2 separate regions of the Oryctolagus cuniculus genome follow, and region 2 is linked to region 1. Evidence: chromatin contacts called from public Micro-C data. All regions are on one chromosome and are shown on one strand. Each heading gives the region's core, a stretch centred on a gene start, on an enhancer-like site or on the middle of the called end of the contact. The rest is flanking DNA. Distances are from core to core; before and after follow the strand shown. Region 1 holds the start of NUF2 (NUF2 component of NDC80 kinetochore complex). Region 2 holds the start of RGS4 (regulator of G protein signaling 4).

Evidence for each region. Hi-C and Micro-C count contacts between places; a contact is called where the count stands out from the background.
Region 2: a contact with region 1 is called in a Micro-C map of ear pinna, with 9 times the contacts expected there. The contact joins the promoter of RGS4 here to the promoter of NUF2 in region 1. A contact is called at or near these places in 5 of 6 Hi-C or Micro-C datasets (ear pinna, embryonic fibroblasts, psoas muscle and 2 more).

What each region holds. Positions count from the first base shown.
Region 1 is chr7:35,340,194-35,347,565 of mOryCun1.1, reverse strand. NUF2 (NUF2 component of NDC80 kinetochore complex) reads left to right here and starts at 4,814. Exons shown (of 14, transcript XM_008264151.4): 1 at 4,814-4,951.
Region 2 is chr7:35,609,842-35,617,213 of mOryCun1.1, reverse strand. It overlaps RGS4 (regulator of G protein signaling 4), which reads left to right and starts at 2,834. Exons shown (of 5, transcript NM_001082214.1): 1 at 2,834-2,997; 2 at 5,734-5,838; 3 at 6,159-6,220; 4 at 6,814-6,980. The coding sequence starts at 2,954.

The DNA of each region.
Region 1 (7,372 bases), core at 3,565-6,064:
TCCCTCGTGAAAGACCCAGATAGAGTTCCAGGTGTGTAGCTTGGCCTGCCCAGCTCCTTGGCTGTTGTAGGCACTCAGGGAGTGAACCAGTGGATGAGAGATCTCTCTCTGTCTCTGCATTTCAAATAGGAAAATAATTTTTGAAAATTATAATTTTTCCTATTGCATTAATTCCTTTTAAATAACTGAAACACCTCTGGATATTATAATGACAATACTGGAAATATATAGAATATAAAATTTAAATTAAAAAGTCATATTGGATAGTTTAACAATGTTAAATTTGTTTTGGCTGATAAACTCAACTTTTCTGTATTTTTAAGTAAGTTATATAATATAACTTACTTAATATAACTTATATAAGTTATATAATAACTTAATGACTTGTTTTTAAATATTTTATTCATTTATTTGAGAGGTAAAGTTACAGAGGGAAAGAAAGGTCTTCCATTCACTGATCCACTCCCCAAAAGGATGCAACAGCTGGAGCTGGGGCTGATCCAAAGCCAGGAGCCAGGAGCTTCCTCAGGGTCTCCCACACAGGTATAAGGGCCCAGGCACTGGGGCCATCTTCAACTGCTTTCCCAGGCCATAGCAGAGAGCTGGATCAGAAGAGGAGCAGCCAGGACTAGAACAAGCACCCATATGGGATGCTGGTGCCACAGGCGGAGGCTTAGCTTACTGTGTCACAGCACCAGCCCCCTGTACTATTAACATAATACAGCTTGATGTGAAACTTTGGGGAAAGGATACTACCGATTTTTTGCATTCCTGGATCTGGCTTAGAGCTCATCACAAGTTATCAATGGATAATATTTTATGATTTCAAACTAAAAATTCCATTTGTATCTTGACTAAAGAAATTTTTTAAAGTACTGAAACTAATAAAGAAAAACATAGTGGAGTGAAAGGGTAAAAAGCAGAAAGCTACTTTGAATTCAGTGCTGCTTTTCTCCTTAAGCCTGAAGTACAAACATGTATTTTGAAGTCAATAAATTTAGACTCTTTTTTCAAACAGAACACTGTGTTCAATGTTTATCACTGTTAACTTATGTAAGAGAAAGTGCAGAAAACTCTCTAAGATTATCATTTATACAACAGCGCCACCTAGTGAATGCGCTGTGCATACAAAAATGTTAATAATTTGCTAATGTTTAAATACTAGTTTGTTTTCAGTTTATCAGGGCCCCAACTGTTTATATATCATTGTACATTATACTAATTCAAAACATATGAAAATATTAAACATTTTATTATTAATTCATAACTACAGATAATAAATGTAAAGGATATTCCGACACTTGTGAATAAAGGATTTGGCATATTAAATTTTTTTTTAAGATTTATTTATTGGAAAAGCAGGGCAACAATAGGTGAAGAGAGACTGAGAAAAAGAGAGAGAGGAAGGGAGGGAGAGAAAGAGATCAGTCTTTCACCCACTGGTTCACTCCCCATATGGCTGCAATAGCCAGGTCTGGGCACGCTGAAGCCAGGAGTCAGGAACTCCATCAGGGTCTCCCACATGGATAGCAGGGGTCCAACTACTTGGGCCATCTCCCACTGTCTTCCTAGGCTCATTTTGAGGAAGCTGGATGAGAAGCAGAATAGCTGGAACTTGAACAGCACTCTGATATGGGATGCCAGAGTCGAAAGTAGCAGCTTAATCTGTTGTGCCACAACACTGGTCCTTGCATATTAAATGCTAGTTGTAACAGAAAAGGAACCCAATAAGATACATACAGGAAAAAAAAAAAAGGAGGAAGAGGGTGTGGGGATGCCCAAAGTAATCTTTCAAGGAGGGACAGATCTATTGTAAAGAATATATAGTATAACAGTCTAGGAGGGAAAAAAATAAAGGTCTAGAAAGAAAAGTAGTGATCAATAGCATTGGTAGAGGGAATAAATTTTATCTTCTGAGATAGGAAAATAAGAAATAAGTAGATAAATTTCACATTGAAATGAGGAGGCAGAATTTAAGGTGTATGTTTCATGATGGCTTTTCTCTCTCAATTAATTGGGAAGAAGGTACTGAAAATGTACCTTCTTGGTAATTCCTAGTCAAATGAATAGGTGACTGACAGCTAGTAGGGTATAGAGCTGAATTTTGGCATTTCACCTGTTCGTACCACATTAGACCTAATGGATCAATTTTCTTTCCTTACCAATCTGCTGAAAGCAAATTGGAAACAACAGTTTGGAATTCTTGTTGTTTAAAAAGGAGGTTGATTTAAAGCAGTAGCTACCACAGGAACACTACCTGTATGAAAGATAGAGTCCCAACAGCAGCAGACTACCATAGTCTCAGTGAGCATCCCAGTCTTGTCTTTCGAAGGTCCATTTGGTCTTTTCAGAGCTGACATAAAGTCTTTAAAGGGTAATCTAGAAAGTGAGCATGGACTTAAAATTATGAAGGGAACAGGCATAGCACATTGCAGATGCAGATGAATAATAAGTGTCTGAAATATACCTTTTCAACTACCCTGGTCACTTTCTAACAGTCTGGGAAGGGGATTGAGAAAAGTGGTAAGACTTGTGAGAAATTGCTGAAATTTACAGGACAGGAAGCTGACTAATGGTAAATTAAGACTGCCATGAATCACAGAAAAGCTGAAGTTAGGGACTAAGAATCTGACAAACATCACTTTGCATTACTTTCTCCAGGGTGCTCAACCTGGGGATTTTCAGGCTAGCTTCAGGGTTATGGTTTGACAGGCACCTGGGTCAGATCACTGGACACAGGGAATCTGGATACAGATAAAGCAGCAACGTAGGTTGAGAAAGGAGGTAATAGCAAGAGAACTGACAGAGAAAATGAAATAGAGGAGCAGATACAGGGTTAGAGGAAATACAGGAGAGGATAAAGACGATGCTTACAGGAAGAATCTAGACTGGTCCCTGATGCAAGGTTCCACTTAGGATTTTTTGACTTTACGATGGTATAGAAGCGACATGCCCTCAAGAGAAATCATACTTTGAATTCTGAAGTTCTCCTTGGCTGGTGATTATGCGGTATGATTCTCTCTTGCGATGCCAGCCGGTAGCTATGAACCAAGAAGCTGCAGCTCCCAGTCAGGTATGCAATCACTAGCAGGGGGAAAACCTAAACAACCCGACTTAGGCATATATGTTGCTATGATGTTTAGTAAGTTGGTTATATAAAAAACATATTTTCAACTCTTATATTTTTGACTTAAAGTGGGTTTATCAGTCTATAACCTCATCACAGGTCAAGGAGCATCTTTGTACTGTAGTTTAATTTTCCTCAGCAGTGTCTTTATGGACAATGACAAAACTCTAGAAAATGTAGGGTGAGAAATCTTTCCTTCCATCCTCCACCTCACACCAATCCACTGACAATTTGGTATCAGGCAACCAAATTTTAAAAGGCACATTCATTTCACATTTATTTACTATAGATACAATAAAATGGTTGTCTTGTTTTTCTTCTTTTTTCATCTCATTTTCCTCTTTCCCTATGGCGCATTCTGAAGTTGGCTTTTGCTATGGCTTGTATATTAGTTTGGATGGAGGGATTAAGGGCACTATGGCTAAGCTCAGGGTGACAAGGGAGAAAGAACCAGGGGCAAGTCATAGAGCCCATGTATTATGGGCTTCCCATCCAAAGTCTTATGTTAATGGTATTAAGAAGGTGGAAACTAATCTATTACAGATTTAGAGGTGGGACCTTTAGGAACCAATTACATCGAATTAAACTGTTGTATGGGAGGGGAGTCCCAGACTCCCCATTAAACAGACCTCTCACGGGAAAATGCTCTACCCTGCAGCCAGATGCAAGCTCTCGGCTGCCCCAAACCTCAATTACACATAATTCCCACCCCCAGTTTCCCCCGCAGTTAGGCCTGGCACATCCTCTGGAGCAAGATCCTGATTTGCAAGAGGTGCAGCTCCTCCTTGGTAGAATCCAACACACTCGGGAAGGGCACGTTGGGGGAGCAGTCAGCGGTGGGAAGCCCCCGAGTGCCTGGCTCCAAGTGGAGGGAGGGAGGGGGAGAGAGGGAGTGGAGGGGGAGAGAGAGAGAGAGAGATAGAGAGAGAGAGGAAGGGAGGGAGGGAGGGAGAGAGAGAAGCTAAGGTTGCGAGACCTGGATCTACTCCAGGTAGTGTCACTTTCTTTGTAACGAGGGACAACCCATTTGTCTCTCAGCCCAGTTATCGTGGCTGTAACAGAAGATTTGAGCAGATGCAAGGCTGGGTTCCTTCTGCCCCTCCAAGTCGCGCTTAGGAAATAAGATTTGGAGGCTGTGCGTCCATAACCGGGCTAGGCTGCCCGTAAATTCTTGTGCCCGGCTGAGGGCCATACGTAATCCGCTCAGTTTATGAGCGCCCTCTTACGAGGCGATGCTGACGGTGTCTAACTGCCTTCCCCCACTCGCACCAGCACTTGACTGGAGCTTCCAGGGGGTGATGCCTAAAGTTCTGCCACAGCACCCGGCTCGGCAACGCTCAAGCAACGTCGGTACTGTTAACTCTGGGACTCTTGACTTACCCCCGGTTCACTGCAAGCCCCGGGTTCTTTCTCCCTTGTCACCCTGAGCTCAGCCATAGCGCCCTTAATCCCTCCATTAACTTTTGCCCTGCAATTGGGCACCCTCTCGGTAAAGTCCCAGGTCCCCGCCGAATGCCCAACCCCGGACCCGCCCCCAAGCCGCAGCCCCCACGCTTCCTGCCGAGGCCAGGGTCCGACTAGACGCCAAGTCCGCGAAAACTAGTTCCGCGCGCAGCCCGGCACGCGCCTGCAAGCGCCGCCCACTTAGGGCTTTTTGAGCCCACCCGGCACCCGGCGCGGCCGGAAGTGCGCTCGGCGGGACGGGGCGGGACTTCCAGGAGGAGGCGGCAGTTTTGAAAAGTGACAACGGTTGGTGTTTGCTGAGTTTTGACTTGGCCGTGACTGCTACCGGGATTTTCCGCCCTCCTGCGGGCGGCTGCGGCGGTAGGTGAGCGCGAGCGGACGCGGGAGGAAGGGAGGCCGAGGGCGTCCCGGGCCGCCTCTGGCGTCGGGACCGCGGCCTGGCTGTTTTCGTGGTGCGGGGCGCCGGGTCGGAGGAGCGCGCTCCTGGAGGGTGGGGCTTGCCTGCGGCTCCTTTTTCTTTGAGTCCAGGAACAGACCGAGCTCAGTGCCAGTGAAGCTAAGGCTGTTATCGGGTGTGGCATAGACTGTGGGGCGAGTTGACCTGGAGCTGGTCAGGCTAAGCTTGTGTTTCTGTGTATTTAAAAATCCGTGTATCAGGAAGGGGGTTGACAGCGAGGCTTGTTCGGGTGCAGAGGCCAGATCTTGGTTGTTTCAGTATGTCTTAATCAAAACCCAATCCCAAAACCATGAAGCAAAAGGAAAAGCTATCATACCTCATCCAAGTCAGAGGGCAGCGTGTGAGTGGCACTGGGATCATTTTCCTCGCTCCTATGCATGGTTCTCAAAAAATGTTTGCAGCAAAACACACTTTTTAATTCCGTTCTCCACGAACTGTTTGGGTACCCTCGTATGCGTTCAGAAGAACTTTTGTGTTTAATTCATTGGGATTGGGAGTCCTTTCTGTTTGTGTTGAATTGTGATCTCCGCAAGCCAGTTTTGGCAAAACGCAGTGTGTGAAACGTAATGGACATTCTTCCAACACCTGTGCTCAGCACCTTGGTGTTGCAAAGAAAGAAGAAACCCGAGGAGCAAGTAGCAGTTAATTTCGGCTGCTTGCTCAGCCGTCGAAGGGTCATTTTTCATGTACTGTCCTGCCCATGCACTCAGACTGTGTGCTTGGAAGGGCCGTCTTCCTCAGTTCCCCCGCACTCACGTATCGATGAGTGAACTGGACCTGAGATTGTTCTAGGGAGGAAGGATAGGGTTTGGATGTGGCAGGAGGCCCTTTGGGAATCAAGCTTGGAGGAGACTAACTTGTAGCCAGAAGTTCATTCGATTGGTGAAAGTTTTAGAAACCAAGCAGAAAAGTCGGAATTTGCTTTAGTGGGTAAAGTAATTGATGTATTTTTGTGTAGATGTTACATGATGCCTTTTATGTTGTATTAGGATTAATCTAAAAGCAGAGTGTACAAAGCATGTGAGAGGAAAGGGATGTGTGATAGGAATTACGAGGTATTTCACACCTGCTCTTCCTGTTGTGGCAATCTCTAATCCAGATGTGGCTTGTTTTGGAAAATGATTTTTTTTGGTAGTCTTTGGCCCAGTTCTTTCATCAACAGTTTTTAAAGTATGACTTTAAAAATATAGGATGCATATTTATATATATATATATGTATATATTAATGCTGAAAGGGACACCTACTATGGGAGGTGCCAGAGTCTAGATTTAAAAAGATAACAAGCTCTAGAATGAAAGCTTACGATTATGTGGTTTATTAGTAGAAATACAAGCCCTTGCCTAAGGTTAAAATAATGAGTTACCTAAGAATAACATGGAGAAGTGCAGGCTTCATCTAAGTGGGTCATGTTGAAGAGGTTCTTAAGTTTGAGTTGATCATAAGCATGTGTTTGCCGGAAGTAGTGAGGATGGCTGTAGACTAGATCACCAGAGGCCATTGCCTACGGTAGGAGTACTCTCCCCTAGGCAGACTAAATCTGGAGTGTTGTGTTCAGTTTGGTCAACACATAAAACAGTGTGTTTGAGAGGAAGGTAAGTAGGATGGTGTGATATCTTGAAATTTATATTTAGTCTTTATCCCTGTTTCCTGATATATAGCTTATAAAGTGCTTGGACTCTTTGCTGCTTGTTGTGTTTTTGTGTGCTAATGATGGCTGGTAGCAGTATCCTTTGTAAAAAACCAGTAAAATAAGCATTTCCCCGAGTTCTGTGAATCACTCTAGTAAATTAATGAAACCCAAGGAGAGGGTCGTGGGGATCCCGATTTGTAGCTGGTGGGCCACAGCACAGGTAAAACAACCTGGGGCTTTCACTGGGTGTCTGAAGTGGGTGAGGGGTGCTGCAGCCTTGGAAACTGAGCCCTCCCTCCACCTGTGGAATTTGACTGCAGGTGAGTGTTAGAAGTGAACTGCATTAGAGGACCACCAGCTGGTGACTGCAGAGGACTGATTGCCAGGTGTGTAGGGAAAAACCCACACAGGATTGTTCACAGAAATCTTCCATGTTGATTGCTCTTGAGCTAGAGCAGCGTAGAGAGAACCATGTTTATAAAACAATATCATATATGGAGTGGCTTTAGGTAAAGAAGCTGTGTATACTCTAAAGAGAACTTCGCAGAGGTTGATAGCTTTCTTCACGTTTTTGAAAGCAGTGTCTACAGACAGGGATTAATACCGTCTATGTAGTGGTAGTCACTAGAAATAAGACCAGCAAGTGGAAGTTACAACAAACGTTTCTATGAAGCATGAGGAAGAGTTATCTAA
Region 2 (7,372 bases), core at 1,585-4,084, 270 kb before region 1:
TTGCTGACCATCTTGGCAAGATAAGTCCTTCCTCATCCGGTTATTCTTTTCATATCACCTGCCTATTTTCTTCATGGGATAGATCAAAATCTACAATTATCTCACTTGTTTATTTTCTGACTCCTTCCACTGGGATAAAAACTCCACTAAGTGGAGACTTGCCTGCTTGTTTACCATGTATACAGTTTCCCAAAGAGTTCCTGGTGTAGAGTAGCTACCTAAAAGATATGTCTCAAACGAATCAATAAATACAAAAGAGATTTTTGAGAGCTGTGTTCCCCCATACTGTAAGAATCATCCAGGATGACAAATCATAGAATAATAGAATTAAATGTTTTGTGCATATCAGAGAAAGGAGGGGGAATGTTGTCAAGGTAATACGATGTACCAGTCCCCGCCTCCTCAAACACAATCAGCAAGGCCCATCGTGAAAAAAAAAATATTAATTTATGAGATGCTTTTGAACACTCTTTAAAAGTATTAGAACTCCTGAGAACATGAGAAGTCATAGTCAAAGGAATAAATGAATAAGAAATGCTAGAATAAAGTAATGGTTAATGTAATGAGGGCTGTAGCAGCTGCTGCTTCCATGAGGGAGGGGAAAATCGGGGCCTCTTTGTGTGAAATATATGAAGTTAACACTGGGGGCTCTGTTACCTCCTGTGCATAATCTAATAATAAAAAATGATTTGCTTAGCACTCTGCAATTTAGAAATATCTCTGTTTACACAGTGTATCTCGTTTGACAAGACTGTTGAGTGATAGGAGAGTCCTGTAGAAAATCCACATGACCTGGGACCAGGAAGCCAGTCTGGACCTGTCTCTCTTAGTAAGGAGCTGTGGCAAATCATTTCCCCTCTGCTTCTCTATTTTCTCCTTGGTAAAATGGAGGGGTTAGATCTGATTGCTTTAAAAATCCTATTCAGCTCATCTATTGCAACAATTTATATTTAACTTGTGACAAATGAGCTTCTCTTGTACTAGGAACAAGACACAAGATTCTTACTGTGAATTCTCAGACATCAGTAAATTGTTTCGGATCCTCACTCATTGTCCGAAAATCAAATCATCTGGGCACCCAGGTAAGCAGAGAAGCCCTGATCCATCTTTGAGTAACCGTTTCTCCCTTTTAATTAGTCTCTCCTGTCTGATGCTAATTTTGCCTGACTCATATCCCTGGGTCCATCTTTCTAGGTCTTACGAGCTCTCTTAATTCATGTGACACTGCAGTTTTTTCCACATTATCACCACGAATGGCTGCCAACTTTCATTTGTTTTGTGTTATAACTCAAGGAAAAGTTGTCCAGTAGCTAATCTAATAAATGTTCTCTTGTCTTCCTGCATGAAGGCCAAAGCTTTTTCCTACCATCTAAATGCATCCTCTGAAGATTATAGTCCTTAGCCTTTTTATGTTTGTTTACCATCTCTTTGCTAGCTGGGGAGGGGGAGTGGAGGCAGCTTGAGATTTTCAAGGGCATGAATGGGGGAAGGGGGACATACAGGTACAGCTCTTTTCCATTTTGCATTCTGTCTTCGCACTCTCTTTGCATTCTACTGGCTCCCATCTATTTTTCATCTTTCCCACCTGAACTACTTGATATCTCTGTTTCTTCTAAGTAAAGCACAGCTCCCTGTAGCTTGCGGTCAGAAATCTACCTGCTTTCAAAATGAGAGCTGTCTGGGTCAGACTTGGTATTTAATTTCCCCCTTGTACTCACAGCTTTCAGATACAAAGAAGCACTCTCTGCAGTTCTAGTGTACATGAGCTATGATTGTAAGATACGAAACACCTGCATGATTCTTTAAAATATTCAGTCTATGATATTACATGCAAAAGATACTAATAGTCTCGGTGTTCAGAAGTACCTGCAGGGCAGAATATTCTTATGCTAACCCTGAAGCCAGGTAATAGGCAAAGCAAACCATATTTTTCTGCCTGCCTGCTCTCTGGAGCATTTCTCTTTCTCTGTCTTTCCTTCTCTCCCTCCCTTTCTTCCTCTTGAAATACCAATTTAGAAGCTTAGAATTACATAAGACATGAACACAGTTGCTAACAAGAATCAGTATCTATATTTATTCATCTCCTTGCTGCCCTGGACCTCAGGCTGCTATTTGAGGCTTTTTGCAGGAGGCAAGCATGTACAGGAGAAATTGTCAGTGCTGGGCTGAATTCTGTTCTTAATAAGAATTGGAGCAAAGTATTCTACAGTCAGTTTGATGACAGATGCAGCAAATCTATTTCTCCTGGGCCAGCTTTTCTATGCTGCCAGGCATATTCCTGTCTGCCATTTAGCTATTTCTCCCCACACCTCCGTGTGTCTTGCAATGGAGAAATCATCTCTCGGAGACGATGATCCTCCCACCTGCCTTTTGGAAATCGAGCAGGTCAAATATTGGGTCACATACAATGTGATGTTTCTCATCCAAAAGAGAAAGTGTGTTGAGATTCAACCCCCAAAGTGTGCCTTAGAATTCCTACTGGCACCTTTCCGTTCCGGAGGCAATGTTGTCCCTGATACTGTTTTTACAGACAAAAGAATAAACTCCCATATTTTCCAACACTGTAGACTTTTATTTTTCCCGTCTCTAGAAGTTAAAAATCACAGACATTTGTAGAGATATTGAGTCACTTTTTTCATGTATGTCTATTTTGGAAGAGGATTTTCCCAGCTTGTCCATTTTGCATGGCTGATGCGTAAGTCCTTTCTTCCTCCTGCCTTCCAGGGGCTGGAGAGGCAGAGGAGACAGGCGCTGGTACCGCAGAGCTGTTATCTGATTGGCTCGTCGCTCGTGGCCGGGCTATAAAAGAGACCCCTACAGGCCTGGAAAGGAGAAGCTCAGGATTCTGGCAGCATCTTTGCAGGAGTGAAACCGAAGCTTGAGCAAAACAGAGGCCACAGCTCCTCCTGCTGCGTTTCTTTCCTCCTCGGCGAATCCCACGCTGTTAGACAAGATGTGCAAAGGGCTTGCAGGTCTGCCGGCTTCCTGCTTGAGGAGGTAAGATTGTTTTCAGCTACTAACTACGTTCAACTTTTGGACAGACTTTCTCAGTTACTTGCTAGTTGTGTTTACTAACCTGGTTCTTTGGAGTAGCAGTCTGATCAGGGGAGAATATTTCCCTGGATTTTCTCCAAGAATAACTTGATTTGTGACTTAAGAACTGTGCTTCCCAAATTCTGATATTAGTGTGTTGTTTCATGTGACCTCAGTTTTGAAAACTGTTGTGATCTTTTAGCCAAGTCCTCTAACTAAGCTAGTGCTGATTAAGAATCATATGAGGTGTTGACTCTACTTGCTGTATCTGTGATCACCTCCATTATGTGAGCATACCTGGATAATTGCAAGCACTGTGACTCTCTGAAATTCATTTAGGGGAGGACACCTCGGAATGAACTTGTGCTACATCATCAGAAAGCCACAATGCTTTCTGTTGGGGCTACAGTATCGTTCTATATTCTCATAAACAAATGTCACAATGAAATAGTTTCTATGCTACATGTCTCTTTTTTTCTCTGTTCTTATCTCTCATTCTTAAAGTGTCTTATGTGAGTGGTAGTTAAGGAGTATTGATTATAACAAGTCATCTGAGGGTTCTGTAGAAGAGCTCATCCTAAAGAGATTGTTTTGTCAATATAAAAACAAAGACTTAAAAATATATAGCTACTCTTCTGTCTTTTTAAATAGGCGTAAGTAGATGATTTCAGAAAATGCTAGATATTCATCAGTTGAAAGTAAAATACAAAATGAGAGCGTATTACATCACTTAATCTTGCAGCTAAAGGTAAAAAGTCAATCTGCAAGTGTACTACCTCTTTTCTTGTCTCCCTGCAAAGAACAATCACCTTACATTTCAATTTGGAGTTAATTCCAAGAAGCATAATCTTTTGTGTGTTTTGAAGCCATTTGCCTTTCATTCAGAAGCAGGACAGTATTGATATATTCTCCGTAATGAAGCAGGAGGTTCTGGTAGAGAGTACTGATGGGATAAATACCTCTCACCTTCACCATTAATTTCCTAACTGGATAGAGCAAGACCATCCACGCTTCAGTTAAATCACATATAAAATTAATCATGCAAAATGCAGAAGTGTCAGGGAAAAGTTATGCTCCAGTAAATATTTAGTGATTCATAGATGGGAGATTGTGCTAGAGGTCTGCCCTTGAGGCACTGAGCAACTGATTGAGAAGGTTAAGCTCACAGTCAGTAGGTAGCTGTTCTTCCCCTCCTCACAGGGGAAACGTCAATCATCTAGTCCAGCACTTTCTCCAGCAGTGCCCGAGCTTCCGGAGGGACTTCCCACTGCCCGGGGTGTGTGAGTGAAGATCACATCCAGTTCCTCATTCCAGTGACTTCTGAAGTGATTTTCGTTTTTATTTGTACTGTTTTATTACGTTAAAAGGATACTTTCTGTGCATACTCTCAACTCATTAGGAAATGACCCTACACTGGGCAGTCAATAGCCATGGGATCTCAAACAGAGGAGGCACATGGTAGTACGGAATAATTTCTATTTACATTGACTCACAATACACTCATGCCATCACCTTAGAACCACTCTAGGCTTCAGGAATATATCTTGCTATCATTAAGGAGAATTTCCCAATCCCTGTGCAGTCACCAGTTGAGAAAGCAGAGAAAGGCAAATAGTCATGTGAAGAAGAGAAAATACCATTTAGGGGGCAGTCCAAGGACCTAATGGAATTCAAACTTTCTTGGGAAGCCGACATAGATAAACCTTTAGTATATCAATAACCATTCTAAAATTTCTTTTTACCCTTTATTTCCCCCCTACAAGTAGGAACACTTAGCTATCCATTTCTTTTTAAAATCATTTCTCTTTTTAACTATTTTGTAGCTTTTATAGTAAGAGATACAAGCAAAAACATGGTAGTGTAAGAGAAGAGGTAAAAGCTTATCTCTGGGCCTCCTTTTTGAGCTACTGAGGAGTACTGACATAGCCTGGTCACCTATGAAATGGCAATACACCAGAAACTCTGCCCGCAATCGCAATCACTAGTTTCAGGAGTGATTCTAGATGGCTTCTTCAGTGTATAAATATTAAAAAAGAAGGCAATAGCAGCACTATATTGTCTGGAAGAACTAATCTAAAGGAACGTGGGTTTCACCCTGAGCATTTGCGTTAACCACTCCATTTCTGAAGCTACACACCTCAGTATGTACTCCATATTTACCCCATAACACATATTTCTTGTTCCATCACATATTTGGATGGAAAGAAAGAGACCCTTAATTTCCAAAGGAGCTTCTTACTCTGCCTGCAAGGAGACAGATGACAATAGCAACCAACCACCAGAAGGGGGCGTGCAGCAAAAAGGTGTCGAATTTTGCAGTTACTGCTGCTTTCTAACTCCTAAAAATTACTCAAAGAACAGTCATGTCTTCTTGTGTGGTTATATTGATGATACCAAGTGTTTCATTGTTGCACCAAAATGGCATGTGTACAGAACGGGCTTCTAAGACAGATTGAAGGGTCAGAATTCCAATTATAGATAAGTAAACCAGTGTTATGACTCTCATCTCAAGGTTGTGCATTAACTCATTGGCAGAAACAAGTGTTGCTTTCCTGAGAATTAATGCCAACTTCATCTCCTATTCCCTAAATTAACTGTCTCTGCACTATATGCTACTAATGAATTCTTCAAGCCTACCACTAGGTGTCTTAAGACAGGTGGTTACCATCGTTAATTCCCTTGCTTTCCTCTTCTGTGCAGTGCAAAAGATATGAAGCATCGGTTGGGTTTCCTGCTGCAGAAGTCAGATTCCTGTGAACATAATTCCTCCCACAGCAAGAAGGACAAAGTGGTTGTTTGCCAGAGGTAAGAGAAATGGCCTGGATGAAAGCCCATTGAGTTTTAACTATCTGAGTTTAGAGAGTTGTATAAGAAAAGAAGGAAAGTATGCCCCTAGTTAAGCCAGATTTGGATCAAGATGGCCCCCATGTTCATGGAAATCATAACTACATTGGAGATTTTTTCCCACATATTTACTGAAAAAAAAAAAACATGATCTAATCAATAATAGAGCTGTTCATGATGATAAAAAATAAAATCTCTACATTTTATTAAGTCTTAGATTGCTTGCCCCAGTTTTTTGTATCATAAATTCAAACTATTTTTTTTCTCTGTAATGTCTCTAGGGTGAGTCAAGAGGAAGTCAAGAAATGGGCCGAATCACTGGAAAACCTGATTAACCATGAATGTAAGTCTGACGGTTTTTTATCCCGCTCATGGGATGAGGTTAAAGGCACTGTGGAGGAGGCAGGTTATCTCATATTATGCTGGCCTCATAGGAACTGCAGAAAGAACAAGGTTCATTGTGATTTCCAAACCCAAGATGACGTTTTGGTCTTATATCCAGTCTGTTTAACATTTTACCATGCACTAGTGCTTTGTGAAGTACAATGGAAAGTTCACAAAGGAACCATCAGAGAACCATCTCTATCATCAGGTAGAAAAAGGCAGAGAGGAAAAGCTTCTGAATATTGAGATATTCTTACAGAATCAACCTCAGCTTCTCTTTCCCAAACCTACCTTGGTAATTGATAGCCACTTAGGTGTTTTAGAAACAAAACACATTCGATTTTGAGCATGAATCATTTTGTGTAACTGGATCTACTAGATACTATTCAGAGATTAGAGTTGCCTTCCCCCAAGTGACCCTCCAAAGAGGAGAAAATTGGGGAGTCCTTGAACCTATGCTTTATTTCCAAGTACCACAGCTTTATCTGAACTGCCATGTCCAAGAGGTCATTGAGTATGATAACATGTGTGGTTCTTTCTCCTGTATTGCAGGTGGGTTGGCAGCTTTCAAAGCTTTCTTAAAATCTGAATATAGTGAGGAGAACATTGACTTCTGGATCAGCTGTGAAGAGTACAAGAAAATCAAATCACCCTCTAAACTAAGTCCTAAGGCCAAAAAGATCTATAATGAATTCATCTCAGTCCAGGCAACAAAAGAGGTAGGTTTTCATGGCAGTGAACCCCCTGGGTCTCTCATGAAGGTGTCTGGAAGTGGTATTCAGGGGCACGTATCTTTAGATCCTGTGAGTTACAGGAAAAGATGTAACAGTGGAGTCATAAGCTTGACAACCTCAAATAAACCAGTTAAGAAAAAAGTGCTTTTATCCACATGATTTAAATAACTCCTTTAAGGTATTTTTTTTTACATAAATTTCTTCAGTTTAGAGAAAGAAAACAAATTTTCCATGCTTACCCTGAAGCAGAATGAACCTCTCATATTCTTTCACGTATACCAAGTTAGAGCCAACTTTTTTTTTTTTCATTCCTGGAGTATGCAGGGTGCCCTGTTAGTATTCAGTACAAAGCATGCAGCCAACGTAGGTCCTAGGTA